2 separate regions of the Mus musculus genome follow, and region 2 is linked to region 1. A link is a contact called in public promoter capture Hi-C data. All regions are on one chromosome and are shown on one strand. Each heading gives the region's core, a stretch centred on a gene start, on an enhancer-like site or on the middle of the called end of the contact. The rest is flanking DNA. Distances are from core to core; before and after follow the strand shown. Region 1 holds the start of Ube2h (ubiquitin-conjugating enzyme E2H). Region 2 holds the start of Smo (smoothened, frizzled class receptor).

The links. Capture Hi-C pulls out chosen DNA fragments and counts their contacts.
Region 2: a contact with region 1 is called in a promoter capture Hi-C map of adipose tissue. The contact joins the promoter of Smo here to the promoter of Ube2h in region 1. A contact is called at or near these places in 3 of 39 promoter capture datasets (embryonic stem cells, hippocampal neurons and stem cell-derived epiblast-like cells), 2 of 484 Hi-C or Micro-C datasets (embryonic stem cells and uterus), 5 of 115 datasets of contacts at active chromatin or transcription factors (astrocytes, extraembryonic endoderm stem cells, neural tube and 2 more) and 2 of 9 other capture datasets (adipose tissue and embryonic stem cells).

Annotation. Positions count from the first base shown.
Region 1 is chr6:30,300,538-30,308,220 of GRCm38.p6, reverse strand. Ube2h (ubiquitin-conjugating enzyme E2H) reads left to right here and starts at 3,682. Exons shown (of 7, transcript NM_009459.3): 1 at 3,682-4,169. The coding sequence starts at 4,117. It overlaps 1700095J07Rik (RIKEN cDNA 1700095J07 gene), which reads right to left and starts at 3,606. Exons shown (of 2, transcript NR_166056.1): 1 at 3,132-3,606.
Region 2 is chr6:29,731,905-29,739,587 of GRCm38.p6, reverse strand. It overlaps Smo (smoothened, frizzled class receptor), which reads right to left and starts at 4,091. Exons shown (of 12, transcript NM_176996.4): 1 at 3,235-4,091. The coding sequence starts at 3,577.

The sequences.
Region 1 (7,683 bases), core at 2,433-4,932:
AATCCCGTGGGAACAGGAGACTGTTGGGGGCATGGGGGTGGGGCTATTTTAACACTGGGTAGGGACAACCATAAATTCACCTTAAGGATTAATAGGCCATGTCAGAAATGGTTTTAGTTTCTTGTTGGCCTCTTCCACTCACTCTGCCAAAAACCTGGCTTCATCTTAGTGTCTCGTTGGAAGCACTATATTCTCTCAAGCTTATTTCTTGCCTTGTAGAAGCTGCATATGAGATCAGAGGCCCCTCTGGTCAAGCCTGGCCCTGCCCCGGGGCAGAGATAAACAGGCCCAGAATCCATTTCTCAGATTGCAACACTGGTGAGTCAGGCAGGGTCGGACAGCTGCTCCCTCCCAGGCGCCCCTTGGCTGTACCTGATAAGGAAGCTCATCGCTCATTCCAGAACTCCGTCTTGCGAGTGCACAAGTATAAACAGACACTCCCAGGCCCTGGTGTTGTCTTAGGGTAAATTATTGACATTCTGAACGGCTGAAACATGGGAGAAAGGGGAAAGCAAACCAACAGACTCGATAGTAACTTCAGTTTTCTTTAGCAAAGCTGTGGAAAAAAATTTGAACTTATTCAGCCAAGGGCAGGCTCAGGAGTTCCTTGAAGCTATGGAAGCAGGAAGGAAGAAGGTTAGACTTGGGGAGGCGCATTCAGGAAAGAACAAATGGCAAAAATACCCAGAGGGAAATGTGTGCCTGCCTACCTTTGCCACAGAGACAATGGATGTTGTAGCATCCTCAAAAGCAAGTAAACAAAACCAATTTCCCCAAAGCGAATGACCTCCTCCTATAACTGGTGTATAAGGAGTGGGGGAAATGGGGTGCTAAGAGCATAGTAACAGTTACATAAGACCAGTACTAGTGCCAGACTACACCTGGTCATCAGTATTTCCCATAGTGCACCTGGTCATCAGTATTTCCCATTCCCCCTGTGGAAAGCAGTTCATAACATCTAAGGCTTTCACATTGATCTTTTCCATTGAACTCCATCAAGCCACTCAATCTGGGTAGGGCATCAGAGCCCATACTTTACAGATGAGGAAATTTGAGGTTCAGGAAGGATATAAGTAACTTACTGAGGCATAATGAAGAGCAGGGAGAGGTAGATCAGTCCTAAGTAGCCAAGAGTTAAAGTACTTCCTAGGACTGGAGAGATGGCTCTGCAGCTAAGATGTAGTGCGGCTTCTGTAGAGGATTTAAGTTTGGTCCCCAGTACCTACAAAGGGGCTCAAAACTGTCTGTAACCTGTAACAACAGTTCCAGGGAAAATGACTCTTTCTCTTCTAGCCTCTAAGGGCACCAGGCACATAATACACATGGATTCATGCAAGCAGACAGTCATATGTATTAAACAGAAATAAATCCACCCCCCCCAAAAAAAAAACAGTGGGCGTGGTGGCACACGCCTTCAATCCCAGCACTTGGGAGGCAGAGGCAGGAGGATTTCTGAGTTCGAGGCCAGCCTGGTCTACAAAGTGAGTTCCAGGACAGCCAGGGGTATACAGAGAAACCCTGTCTCGAAAAACCAAACCAAACTAAACCAAAAACCCACCACCACCAACAACCTCCAAAGGACATCATGGTTCTCCTTTGCTAAGACTGCTTCCAGGGCTCACCCTCCGTTACCTGTGGAGGGAGCAGGCTTGCCACCATCAGCGTGGTCTGCAAGTTTCCGTTATGAAACACTTCTCTGGTTAGTCTCCCAAGTTTTTTTGCTCACAGCAGTTGTATCAGTGAGGAGGAAAAGACCATGTAGAATTTTTAAGCCCTAACTCCAGGCCTTTCTTCCTCTAGTGTCCTTTCCTTGACTGTCTGTTCTATATATATGCTGTGGTTTTAGAGACAATGACCACAGGTCCTCTAGGTGCCACTGTGTGTGTGGTGGAGGAGCAGAGAGCACACAGCTCCTGCCTTTTGGGCATAGGACTTTATAAATGCACTTAACAGTCAGATAGGTGTCTCGAAATTGAGACATCTTTTGGAATCTTGACGGCAGAGCTTTTCTGACTTTGGCCAGCATCGGAAACATCCGGGGTACTTGTTAAAGACAAGGCTATTTAGGCCTCACCCCAGACCTTCTGAATTCCCAGCAGCAGTTCCTGGACTCTGTGTGAGCTTAACAAGCTCCCCAGGTGATTCTGAGGTGTTGGGCCAAGCTTGAAAACCACTGTCTTAGCACAGGGGAGGGAGGTAATCAGGCAAAGGAGGCTGGGGGAGCCACTCTAGGAAAGCTGGTAGGGGCAATAACACCCTAGGGAGTCTGGTGCAGACAGTGAGAAAGACAAATCTTGTTTTGTTTTGTTTTCTTCCTTCAATGAAGTGATCAGATAAAGGTGGCTAGAAGTCTTTTCATACCCGTCTGCTGACAGATTTCTCCTAGGAGAAAGCAATGGATAGTCTTTTTTTCTCCCCAGAACATAGAGTGGAAGTTACCAGGGGCTGGTGGGATGGGGAGGAGGGGTTATTCTTTTAAGGGCACATGATTTCTGTCTGGATTGATGAAAAGGTTCAGGAAATGAGCACTAGTCATACTTGCACAATATTTAATGGTTTTTTGCTGTTGCATTGAATATTTAAATATGGTTAACATTGTATATTTTATATGTATGTTACAACTAAAAAAAAAAAAATAGCTGGCATTTTGAAGGGTAGAAAGATAGGAGCAAATGATCTTCAATTTAGCCCTCAGTACCTGACCTGACAAAGTCCAAGTGTGTGTCATAGAGAAAAGACAATAGATAAAGCTTTTGAGGATACTTGGCACTATTCTGCCTCTTTTACCTTGTTGCTCCTTAGGTTTACAGTACTTTTGAGCCCTGTAGAGCAGTATATCTCAGACTTCACTGTTCAGGGAACTGTCTGAGAACTTAGTTCAACTGCATATGTTAATTGAGTAGGCCTAAGGCCCTTCTAGAGGCATTCCTTCCTAGTTCTCAAATGATGCTGACACTCTGGTCCATTCTGGGAGAGCTGTGTAAATTTCATCTTCATCTACACTGTATCCTCAGAGTCATGAACTGATATAGGAGTTCAGAGGGCAGAACTGTGTCTTTGTTCTGCATTATAACTTATTTAGGGTGCTTCTATCAGTCACCTTTGTGATTTTAAAAAGGACCTCAACTTACCTCAAATTCTGTAGAATGAGGATGTTAGTATCAAATTATTTCTGTTCTTTGCTGCTTCTACTGCAGTTCCGGAGTTGTTGACCTTGTTTGCATAGAGGGTAAATGAACCCTGTTTGCAAGCTCTGGGGAAGCCTTACTGTAGTCTAAATCCCTGCAAACCAATTCCCTCTGAAGAGGGAGCAGAGTGGAGAGAACATGCTGGTGTGGGAATTTCCAGATTTGGACGCCAGTCTGAGTAATTGCCACTTTGGCCTCCTCCATATCCAAACAGCCTTTGCAGCACTGTTGAGAGGGTGGTACATAAAGTATGAATGTAATCATACTGCCATTATTTACTACCGTCGTTTATGTTGATGGTAACGACACTGGCAGTTGATCGATGAAGTGTGTGAGGAGGTTGGGGGAGGGGGCGGAGGGAATGCACGATGGCAGGAGAAAGAGGAACTACATCTCCCAGAACTCCCCTGACAAGCTTACACCGCGACGACGATGCTCCTCCCCTCCCACCGGCGCCCCGCCCCTCAGATGACGTCACAGAGGTGACATCACGGCGCCTAGAGCGAGGCTAGGGTAGAGAGGCCGACCGAGCTGGAGTCGTCGGCTTGTGGAGGAAGCAGCTGGGAGCTGGCGAGAGCGTGAGCGAGCGGGCGGGCAGGCGAACGAGCTAGCGCAGGCGGGAGGGAGCGGCGCACGGCGCGGAGCAGCGGCAGCCCGGGCCGCGGCGGAGCCTCAGTCGGAGGGCAGCCCGAGCGGGCGCCTCGGTCCCCGCCCCCACTCGGCGGGGCAGTGCCCGGTGTTCCCCCGTGCGGGGGGCGGCGGCTGAGCGGACCCCACGGGACCGCGCGGGTGTTGCCACCTCGGCCGAGGAGCCGGCGAGGCCGCGGGGCCCTGCGAGCTGGGCCCGGAGCCCGTGACAGACGGGCCAAGGAGGGGAGAGAGGCGGCGGCGGCGCAGGCGACGGGGAGGCAGCGGCAGCGGCGACACCATGTCATCCCCCAGTCCCGGCAAGAGGCGGATGGACACGGACGTAGTCAAGCTGTATCCTTCATGGAGGGGAATTCGGACTGCGTGTGGGGCGGGTGGGGGTGCCCACTCGAGGGCTCCGGGGCACTCCAGGCCACTGGCCGCGCCTCCCCTCCCTCCCCCAGTGCCTACGGCGGCCCCTTGGCACCTCCCCGGAGCCGAGGGCTTTTTCAGTCCCCCTTTATCTGCAGCCCCCCGAGATGTGCGTTGTTCTTCGCCTTCCTTGCACTCCCCCCCCACCCCCAGCCCCTGACTTTCCCTCTACGACGTTTGGATTCCTAAGACGGCCCTTTCTTAGGGGTGTGTGTGGGGGTATAACTAGACGCCTCCTTCGTCACCGGGAGCTCATCTTCAGGGTCTTTGCTTCCTGTTTGCTAGCTTTGGGTTTATGGGTTCATTATAGAAATTCCTGAGAGGGAAGCCTTTCTCTCTCTCTCTCTTTCTCTCTCTCTCGGGTGTCCCTGTTCCTTCCAGTCACAGTGCTGCTTAAACTGGGGTAACTCAAGCAACCTTCTTTATCCCTAATTCCTTTCTATATTAGGAAGAGAGTAGCCTGCCCAGGGCCCCCTCTTGTAATAAAGAGCTCCGTGTGTTTTAAATCAGACACTCCTGTTAAGCCTTCTGGTCTGGAGAACCTTCCTGTTTTTCTTTCTACTCACAAAGCCTATCCCACTCATAGTGCATGCAGTGAGGACCCCCAGGCCCTCTTAGCAGGCAGGCCACCCTCCATATTGTGGAACTGACAGCTGGGACGAAGGAGAGAAAGGAGCTCCCCGAACAAAATAGCCACTTGAGCAAAACTCCCTCTGAGGATATGGTTCTTGGGGACTGCTTGCCCTGATCTGGGCCAAGTGACACCTTTTATTTTCTACCCCTTCCCCCAGCTTTATATACACCCGAGGTTGCAGTGGGAGAGCTGTAACTGATAAGAGTCCTCCAGGCAGTGGTTTTGGTTGGAATCCAGGCTGATTTTTTTTTGCATGACCAGTAGAGAAATTCGCGAAGGTTCCTAAGGCAAATCGAGCATTTAAAAAAATGTTTTTATTTTTTGAGGGTGGGGGTGAGAGCCCAGTGTTGTAAATAGCTGATCCCCAGGGAGAGGGTGAGGGGGGGCGGTAGTGTGTGAAAGGCTGTTAACAAGTCTTGTCTCCTGTTTCTCTTTTCTGCCTCGCCCCCATCCCCCAACCATTTCCCCCGTTGCAGGATTTTGTTTATATAACTCAAGTTGTTTGTCTAGATTCTTCAGGTAATTCCTTCTCTTACTTGTTGCTGTTTTTTATTTTTTTATTTTTCCTAAACATCAGTGGTGGTTGTCAAAAACTCAGTTATGGAATTTGCTGAAGTTTTTAAAAGTAGTTTTTGCTTAGGATTTTAACTTGGGGGATGGGAGGAAAGTTGCCTAGGCAAGAGTTTTCTTTTTCATTTTCTTTCTTTTTTTTTTTTTTTTTGTGACATCTTTTCAAGAATAAGAAGGTATTTTTTCTCTTTGCCCAGGGGAGAGCTGGCTAGAAATTAAGAATAGTGGTTAGACTCGCAAGTTTTAGGGTTTGAAATCTAGAATTTGGGGGAAGGGCAGTAGTAGGAAGGACTAGAGTGAAGCCAGTAAGAAAGAGTATTACGCTAGATACACACCTAGGCAAATGTGACATCTACTCTTTTATGGGCTGTTTGTGGCTGTGATTGTTTTGTAAATGCATGAATGATACCGGAATGCTGGCTTTTCATACCGCAGGAAAACTTGTAACCATGGCTCTGTACATTCTACACAAAGCAGTTGGGGGGGTATTTTTGTTTAGAAACTAGGAAATGACATGGTGCTAGACTTAGGAGTTTTTTTTGTCTTGAATTGAGAGTTTGAGAGTTACCATCACACCTAATGCAAATTTCACCCTAATGTATAATTGGGATGGAGTGGGGGAGAGAATTCCAGCTGTTTTTGATCGATGTCAGATCCTCAAATTACGTTCATATATAGATTTCTGAAAGATTGAGGATAAAGAGTGAGGCCTAACTTGACCTGATGCCTTTTCCATACAGTGCCTTTTGTTCACGTAGTAGTTGTGGCATCTAGAATGATTACCGCATTTAGGAGTCCGGGTGTGTGGGGGGGTGACTAGTGGGGGGGGGCAGCGAGGGAGAGGGAAACAAAGAACAGCGGGGTGTCTCTCTTCCCCCTCTCCCTAAGTGGCTTATTTCATAGCTTATTTTTAGTAGAAGATGAAGAAAGGCAAAGATGCACTGGCTTCTGTTCTTTCCCCACCTCCCTTGCTGACAAAGAAAGCAGGGCTCTTTAAAACTGTAGATTTCTGAGATAAGAGGATAACAGTTTTGATTTGAAAGCTAGAGGCTATCTCTACTTCAAGTTTATTTTCTGGTTTAATGTAGTTTGGGAGTGAAAATTTTTCGGATTTCCTTTTGTGTGTGCATGTTTGTGTGTATTGTGGAGGTGAGAGATTTTATGGTCTCCTTTCTCAGTTGAATTCACATCAGTAGGCCCAAGTGGAGTTTACAATTTTGGGGAAAGGTATACTTAGTGAAAAATTTAAGAGTGAATTCTTCAGTCTGCTGGTAAGATGGGTACAATCACCTGTCAGTGCTGAGGATTAAAAATGAAAGATGGTGGTAAGGAAGTAGAAAGAAAAGGTCTGAAGGAATGTCTGGTACTTGTCGTCGTCCCTCCGTGGTTTCTTTGGTAGAGGCTGATAGCCAGTTTCATCAATGTCTCCTGTTTCAGCCCATTTTTGGCTGTCTTCTGGGCATAATTACACTACAAGGATTTATAGCTTGGCAGCAACCTATATGGTAGGAAAGTAGCGGTGTGGGGGTAGGGAGAGAAGAGGGTGTGTTACTAATTGGTCACTGCTTTCCTGCACCTTGCCAGACACGGTCTCTTTCAGAGCCAGTGGTATTTCTTTTGTGACGGGTTGGTAGGATAGCCGACTCCCAAGTTATGCAGGGAGTGAGTGTTTTGCACCAATGCACTTAATCTGCTGGGCGATTATACTCTGAAACTCTGACTCATTCATTGTTTCTCTTCTGATCCTCAGCTGAGGGTTGTGCAAACCTCCACAGGAGCCTAGAAACTGATTTACATGACTTTCGGGTGCTGCGGGATAAAAACCACTTGTCTTTAGCCTAGGTTCTGTAAAATGATCTTGGATAGTGCAGCCATTTGCTTGCCAGAGCCAGGTAGATTGCTAGCCTTGAGAGCCACACAGGACTAGCCACCTTTGAGGTTTCCATCGGCAACCACTGATTATTTAGATTGTCTGAGAACTGGGACTCTGGTGACCTTAAGCGTGATTTGCCCTAAAGGAATATTGGTTGAAGTTGTCCCTGGTGGAGGAACAAACAGCTCAGGTTACATGGGTTTCCTTGTTGGTGGGGGTGACTGTCTCGCCCTGTTGCACAGCTCTGGTGAGCCTTTTATCTGTGAACCAGTGCCCCTGCTGAAGGCTAGAGCTGCTTGTTTTGGAAAAGCGTATGCAGGCAAAAGGCCGCAGGCACAGCTCCTTGCAGCTCATTGGCT
Region 2 (7,683 bases), core at 2,842-5,341, 570 kb after region 1:
CTTTTGATTGGTAGCATCTTAACTTACTACAGGGTGAGCCCTTGCAATCTAGTCCCCCTGAGTCTTACAGTTCTGCTTCTAATGTGCCTTGGTCCAGTTCTATGCCAACATTGTATCTCTAAGTACCATTCTCTGTTCCTCTAAAGCCTTTGCCTCTTCCCGTTCTCTGGCTCAACTCCCTGGACACTCCTGTTTATTTCTCAAGTCACCGGTGAGATGTCAGTTTCTCTGGGTATCTTCTCTTGCTCCCCAAAGCTCTTCGTGTGCCTTCAGCACCTACGATGTGACCAGACTTTTCACAGGTATTGCCAACCCGTTTAATTGTCCTTCCTCCTCTTGAAATCGGAGAGCTCATTTCTGTAATCTCCATCTTGATATACCTCGATCCCTGCCCCAGGATGTGATGTACTCAGTACAATTGAATGTGTGGATTTAGGCTGTATACTCAGCCCAGAGAGGCTCTGAAAAACATAAAGATTGAATCTCTACCCTACAAAGTTTATAATGAACATAAGCTAGAATATCTTTATTACCCACAAAACCACCTGCCAAAGTGAGACAATAAATAACACTAAATCAGGACCTATAATTCCAGATAGGACAAACACTAGCTCCTGGCTCCTACCTGCCTGTGATTCTCACTGACGGCTCCCTTTCACCTTCCCCATCTACTGATCCAGCCTGTGTCAGCACCTGCTTCTAGTCCACACACGGAGAAGAGGAAAGCTGTAAATGGGCAGCAACAGGAAAGAACTCAGTGTGAGTCAGAAGCTCTGGGCTCAGAGCTTGTGCCCCTGTACCGCCATGATTAAGCAGCTAGAGCGACCAAAACCTGAACACCCAGCACATGGTTCTAACTTGCAGACACTCCTGCAGCTCAGCAGCCACTCTTGGGCGCATGGGCTGGGAAAGGTGCACCCTTCCTCCTTGATCTGATAACAGCTTCAGAGGGTAACTGTCACTTGGGAGAATTCAGTCATAGGCCCTGTGAATCAACTCTCACACACACACACACACAAAGAGAGAGAGAGAGAGAGAGGAAGTGGGGGAGAGCATCCTTTCAGCAACACAAAACTTGATGATTGTCTTGTGCTGAGAGGTCAGGATTTTTCATATGGCGTCCTCCTAAATTCAAGTCTCATTTCAGGCCATACCTTATTGAAGATTACTTTCCTTTTTGTATTCTTTTAAGGGTGTTTGTTTGTTTTTATTTGAATTGGTTTGGTTTGGTTTTTTTGAGACAGGGTTCCACTAGGTAGTTCTGGCTGTCCTAGAACCCGCTCTATAGACCAGGCTGGCCTTGAACTCAGAGATCTGCCTGCCTCTGCCTCCTCAGTGCTGAGATTAAAGGCGTGCGCCATCATATCTGGCTGAATCTTTTAAAAAAATGTTGTTGTTTAGTAGTCGGGGGTGTGTGAGCAGGAACATGGGTGCCACAGGGCACACCCGGGCATCAGACAACAGCTGTCAGCACACAGGTCTCTTCTCTCTTGGGTTCTGGGCATGCTGCTCAGATCATGGGGTGTGCATAGCAAGCACCTCTACCTGAGCCATCCGAGGGCTCGTAATCTTTCTTTCATGTTCCGTTTTCATTCTGTCAGTCTTTTGCACATATATAGCTTTAAAGACTACAATTATATTCCCTCTGTATGTCCATTCTTATATCTTCTATACTGCATTTATGCAAACATATTATCATAAGTGTGCATGTGTGAAATCACACAGACCTTACATTAGAGTAATTTATGGATTTTTTTTTTCAAAGCTACTGTTGATTACATATAGCTGCTGCCTTAGATTCTGGGTTTAGCTTCTAAGGTTCTCAACCTTCCTAATGCTGCGACCCTTTAATACAGTTCGCTCCCGCTCCCCAAACCATGAAATTATTTTGATGACTGTAAGGTTGCTACTGTTATAGTTCATAATGTAAATATCTGTGTTTTCTGATGGTCTTAGACAACCCCTGTGAAAGCGTCATTCGACTCCCTCGAGAGGTCTCCACCTATAGGTTACTTTAGAACCTTATCTCCATAGAATACAGTTCTATCTTCTCGGTACCCGCCGTCCTCCAAGTTCCTGCTCCAACATCTGCATCAAGCCAAGAACCTTAGGACCCCAGGCAGCACTCAGCTACAACTGAGAACTCTAGTAGTCAAGTTGACAACACACCTCAGCCCAAGACAGTCAGCCTACGGTTCACACTACCTCCTAGTCGGAGCCTCACAACCTCAGAGGAAGAGCTAAAGCTAGGGACACTGTCAGGCTCTCTGGTTTGCTCCGGGCTCTCAATTTTATTTTCTTTTTCCATCAAGGACAGCTTTTACATCACACCGAAGTGGGGGTTCGGGGTGGGGAAGAGGGATGGGAAAATGACAAGGACTGTCCCCTCCCCAGCACCCTACAGGCTCTCAGTCCAACTGGGTGACAGGCAGAGAGATAAACCATCCTAAATAGCCTAGGAAGGACTTGTTTGATGTAGTCTGCTGTTTTCAGGCTCTGTCACAATCCTACCCCAAGGAAAGGACTTTCTGCCACTCTGGACGGTGCCCACAGGCTCTCAACACCCCAGACTTAATGTTCCTCCACAGCATACACTGGCGTGAGGCTTCACATTTCCACAGAGCCACAAACAACTGTTTAAATCGTCTCCCTCCTTCTTAACCCGAGTGGATCAGAGCTTCCATTTTTCAGATAAGGAAACTTAAACGGGTAAAAACAAGACAAAAATCATTGGTTCCCTGGGCTGATCTAAATCAAGATTACCAGGTGGTTCGTTTGGCTTTTTAGTTACTACAAGGAGGCATTTTTTTTTTCCTTCTCAGAATGTACAAGTTTTCCTCGCCCCTTCCCTCCAAATCCTTAAATGTCTTCCACCTTCATCCTCTCTTTCTTCTCTACAACTCAGATTGCCTCAAGGTCTGAACACTGCCCAGAATCCCCATGGACTGTTGCTTCACGAATACATCTCTTCTCCCTCCTTGCATCCCCCTAACCCCATCCTTACTCGGGCTCTTTGTGACCGACTGGCTTCCCTGGTCTCTTGCCCCGACCCCTTCTCCAACACGCAGAGTCTCCTTCCCGCACGCAACCTGTCCCAAAAGTTCCGGACTCGTTTCTCCAACTATTCCGGGTGCAAGCCGCGCCCGCCCAACAGTTTGAGGCCTGAGCCTTTTCTTTCCGTCAGTGGCCGGTCCCATCACCTCCGCGTCGCAATCCCGACTCCCGCGCGCTTACCGGACCAGAGCACGAGCTTGCCGTGCGCTTCCTCCTGCGAGTCCGAGTCCCCAGCCAGCAGCGTGGTGGTGGCTCCGTAGGGCAGCGCCGAGCCCAGGCACACGTTGTAGCGCAAAGGCTCGCAGTGGGCGGCCCGGCCGCAGTGGCTCAGCAGCGGCGGCGGAGGGCTGGTCACCGGCACGTCCCTCCTCGAGCTCCCGCTGGCGCTGTGAGGCCCAGGCCCGGTCACGTTCCCGCTCAAGGCCGCCCCCCGGCCCGGGCCCCCCAGCAGTACCAGCAGCAGCAACTGCAGCAGCCTCCGGGGCGCCAGCTCGGGCCCACGCACGGGGCGGCCAGCGGCCATGGCCAAACAGCCAACTCAGCAAAAGCTGAGGCGCCCCGGAGCTCCCCGGAGTCCCCTGGCCACACACACGACCCCGGGGGCCGCGGAGGCTACTTAGGCGACCGGTGCGCCCCGAAAGTCTGGGGCCAGCTTTCGCCAGGCGCCGCGCGCGTCCGGGCCCCTCGACTCCCAACTTTGCAAACTTTGGAACCCGGGCCCCATGTTGAGCAGCGCAGGCCCGGGCCAGGATGCACAGACCCCGGACTCCCTGGCCTGGAGATCGAAGCTGTCTTCAACCCTGGGAACCCTCCGGGGCCCCGATCTCCAGCCCCATTCCCTCTCCCACCATTAAAACCGACTCCCAGCCCCTCGATGGAGGCCAGGCGCCGGCCGGGGGGGGGGGGGGGGTGCGGGAGTGGGTCCCCGGCTCCGCCCCCACGCCAGCCCGCGGCCCAGCAGCCACCTCCGCGCGAGCGCGCCGCAGCCCCCTGAGCTCTCCCTGCCGACTACCGGGCTCCTTTGTTGCTCTAGCTGGCCCTGCTCTCTGGAATGCACGGGCCTCGCGGAGCCAAGCCCGGCCCCCCCATCCGCGGAGGCTGGGGGAGGGCCCGAGCGAAGAAAAGCAAGGGGAGAGTCAGACGCTGGAGAGGAGGAGCCCCAGCTTTGGCGGCCTAAATGCCCGAAGGGGCTGGGGTGGGGGTATTCGGGAACCTTCACCCTACAGAAGACCCTCGCGGGGGGGGGGGGGGGGGGGGATGCGTGCAAGTTGTGTCCCAGAGGCACTTGACTGAATCTTTAGTTGGTCCTAAGGTTGTTTGACGTGACTTTTAGGAGAGGACATTTCTCTCAGTTTAGGGTGGCAGGGGGATGCCTAAAGCAGGCAAGAGTTTTCACTCCATTCCTGCCCAATTCCCCAGCCCTACCAATCTTTTCTTGCTTTTTGTTAGTTAGATCTTTCTCAACTTTACCTAGAACCCTGGTGGAGAAGAACCGGAGTTTGGGGGTTTTGCTTCTTTAAATTCTTCCTGCTCGAGATATATATGGGGAAATAACCTCGGAGTCACTCAGAGTAGCTGCTGTTACCTGTGGGGACAGATGTCTATCCTGAGAACATGTCAACACCAAGCCTTTATCGCTCAGGTATGTCAGGGCTGGATGGACTGTGATTTCCATCAACTGTCCCTGATGCACCTTCGGGTTTGTCCGCAGGAAACTAGTCCATCTTGGATGAATACCTGTGGCCCAGCTGCCTCATGAAGTTTCTGTCGTTCCCTTCTCCACTCAGTTCTTCTTTCTTTCTCTCTTTCTTTCTTTCTTTCTTTCTTTCTTTCTTTCTTTCTTTCTTTCTTCCTTCCTTCCTTCCTTCCTTCCTTCCTTCCGTCAGTTCTTTCTTTCTTGCAGCTTCTTTAAGTCACAGCTCCCCTAAGCAAGTCTCCCTCAACGGCTAGGAGACTGGACTGAATGAACCTTGAGTAACTTTTCCTTGTTGACGGACAACTCAATAGCATAGCTTTTCATTTCTTGTTTCTGTAAGAATAGCTCACAGTCAGCCAGATATAGATCGTTTCTGTTATCTCTGTTGTTTAAGAGCAAATTGACTCCTACACTTCAGATACATGCTTAATTGGTACCCAAGTCTCCAGAACTATGTGAGGAATCTAATTCAATTTGGGGGCTCATTTTGTGTTTTAATTTTATTCTTGTTGGTGTGATAAAATATCCTGACATAGCAACTATAAGGCTAAAAGGATGTATTCTGGACTCACAATTCTAGGTCATAGTCCATCATTGTGGAAAACCTTAGACAGGGACCTTAGCTGGTTGCATCCACAATCAAGAGCAGAGAGAAATGAATACATGCATGCTTACTGGTACTCAGCACCTTCTCTGTACTTAACACAGTCCCGGATCCCCTGTCTTGGGAATGGTGCTGCCCATCACAGGCAGACCTGCCTATATCACTTAGTGTAATCAAGACAACCACCCACAGACACACCAACAGGCTGGCTTCATCTAGAGATCCTGCATGGAGATTCTCTTCCCGGAGGATTCTAGATTGTATCAAGTTGACAATTAAAACTTTCAACAGAGCCTGGCGTGGTGGTGCATGCCTTGGGAGGCAGAAGCAGGCGGACTTCTGAGTTCGAGGCCAGCCTGGTCTACAAAGTGAGTTCCAGGACAGCTAGGGCTACACAGAGAAACCCTGTCTCAAAAAAAACAAAAAACAAAAAACAAAAACAAAAACAAAAACCCTATCATCAGAAGCCTTCCTAAAATCCTAGCATGTACTCAAGTGGTGGTATCCTTGTAGAATTTGAGAGTTTTTATTTTTCTGTGCTGGCAAGACTTGCTCTCAAGAAACATTCACAATGTCATGAAAAGTAGCTAATTTTATCCTCCAGTACAAGGACCTTATCCTCATACTCTTTGTATCAATACTCTTTGTATCAATACTCTTTGTATCAACATCCACAATGTCTTGCAAAGCAGTGAAAATTTCTCCAGTACAGGAACCTTATCTTCTTACACTCTTTGTATCCTCATAGATTACATGTGTATACACACACACACACACACACACACACACACACACACACACACACACATATCATCGCTATATATCTTTATTAGCTACTGTAAAATTAATGGTAGTTTACAGCAAAGAGAAATCAGTGTGAGAAGTGAATGATGTGGGATCTGAACTAAAGTATAACTAGAAGGGACAAGAAAGAAAGAAAGAAAGAAAGAAAGAGAGAGAGAGAGAGAGAGAGAGAGAGAGGAAAGACAATACATGTGGGGAAAACATGACTGCAACTGAGAGCATGGGTGGCCTGGTAACTGGAAGTAGTTGAGGAGCAGAAATGATCCCCATGTAGCAAAGAGGGACTGGGGCCATCAGGCTGGGGTCTCAACTTCTCCTGGGTTCAGCACCATCTGATAGGTTATTTTTCTGCTGCCAGTGAAATGAACCAATTTAAGCCAGATTAGATTAGATTAAAGGCAGGTTTATTGGGAACCTGCTCTCAGGTGGGCAAGCTCATTGGCCCCAAGGACCAAGGCCAGGGAGGTTGCTATGATGGGGGGTGGGGGTGGGAGGAGGGTGGTGAGAAAGAGAGATAGGGCATTGTCGCAGAGAGAAGAGGAGAGAGAGAAACCAAAATGTCTGGAATATATACGGAGGGGCCTCTGGTGGAAAGGCAGCCCAGCTCCTGGGCTGGAAAGATCAGGGATGGGGGCAGGGTATGCCAGGTAGGGACTGTAGGATGCTGGAAGAACCTGGAGGCCAGGTCTGCTTTGGTAGGTAAAATATCCACCTGAGTTCCCCATCCTGGGGTGGAAACCAAACACTATTGGTAATAAAAAAAAAAGTGCAAATGATCTAGGAAGTAATATTAATCATTTATAACGAGTAAGGGGATGCTGTGAGAGCATGAAGGGCAAGACGCTGGAGGCAAGGGACCATCTGGAAGAAAGTCATGTGTGATTTATGGAAAAAGTAAAACAGACTGTCATTAGGGCATAACTCCCCCCCCCCCGGGAAAAAAACAATTGAAAACATAATGATCTTCTTCGGGGTTTCTGTGATAAAAATGAAATGGCTGTTATAGCCTGTCTCCATCTGTTCTGTACAGAAAACTGCCTTGGAGCCTAAGTCATGTGGACACTTTGTGAACTTCTCCCACTTACTTTCTGGCTGGCTGTTACTATGAGTAGTTTTGGTTTGTTTTTTTGTTGGTTGGTTGGTTGGTTGGTTGGTTGGTTGGTTGGGGTTTTGTTTTTGTTTTTGTTTTTGTTTTTTTAGATATGCCTGGAACTTGCTACTTAGACGGAGTTGGCTTTGAACTCAGATCTGCCTGCCTCTGCCTGCCAAGTTCTGGGATTAAAGGCATGGGCCACTATGTGCAGCACCAGGGTAGCTTTGAAGGCTGGTAGCATTTTTTCATGGGATACTCAATATTCCATACATTAAGAAGGAAGGAACCTCCACATGTGCAGATAGCCACCTTTATCTGCCTCAAACTATCAGCCGGTCCAGTAAATTAAATGCCTTCTTCTGGCCTCTGTAGGAAACACACACACACACACACTTGAAGTCATTCCTTGCCTGGAATTTCTTGGTAGGGATA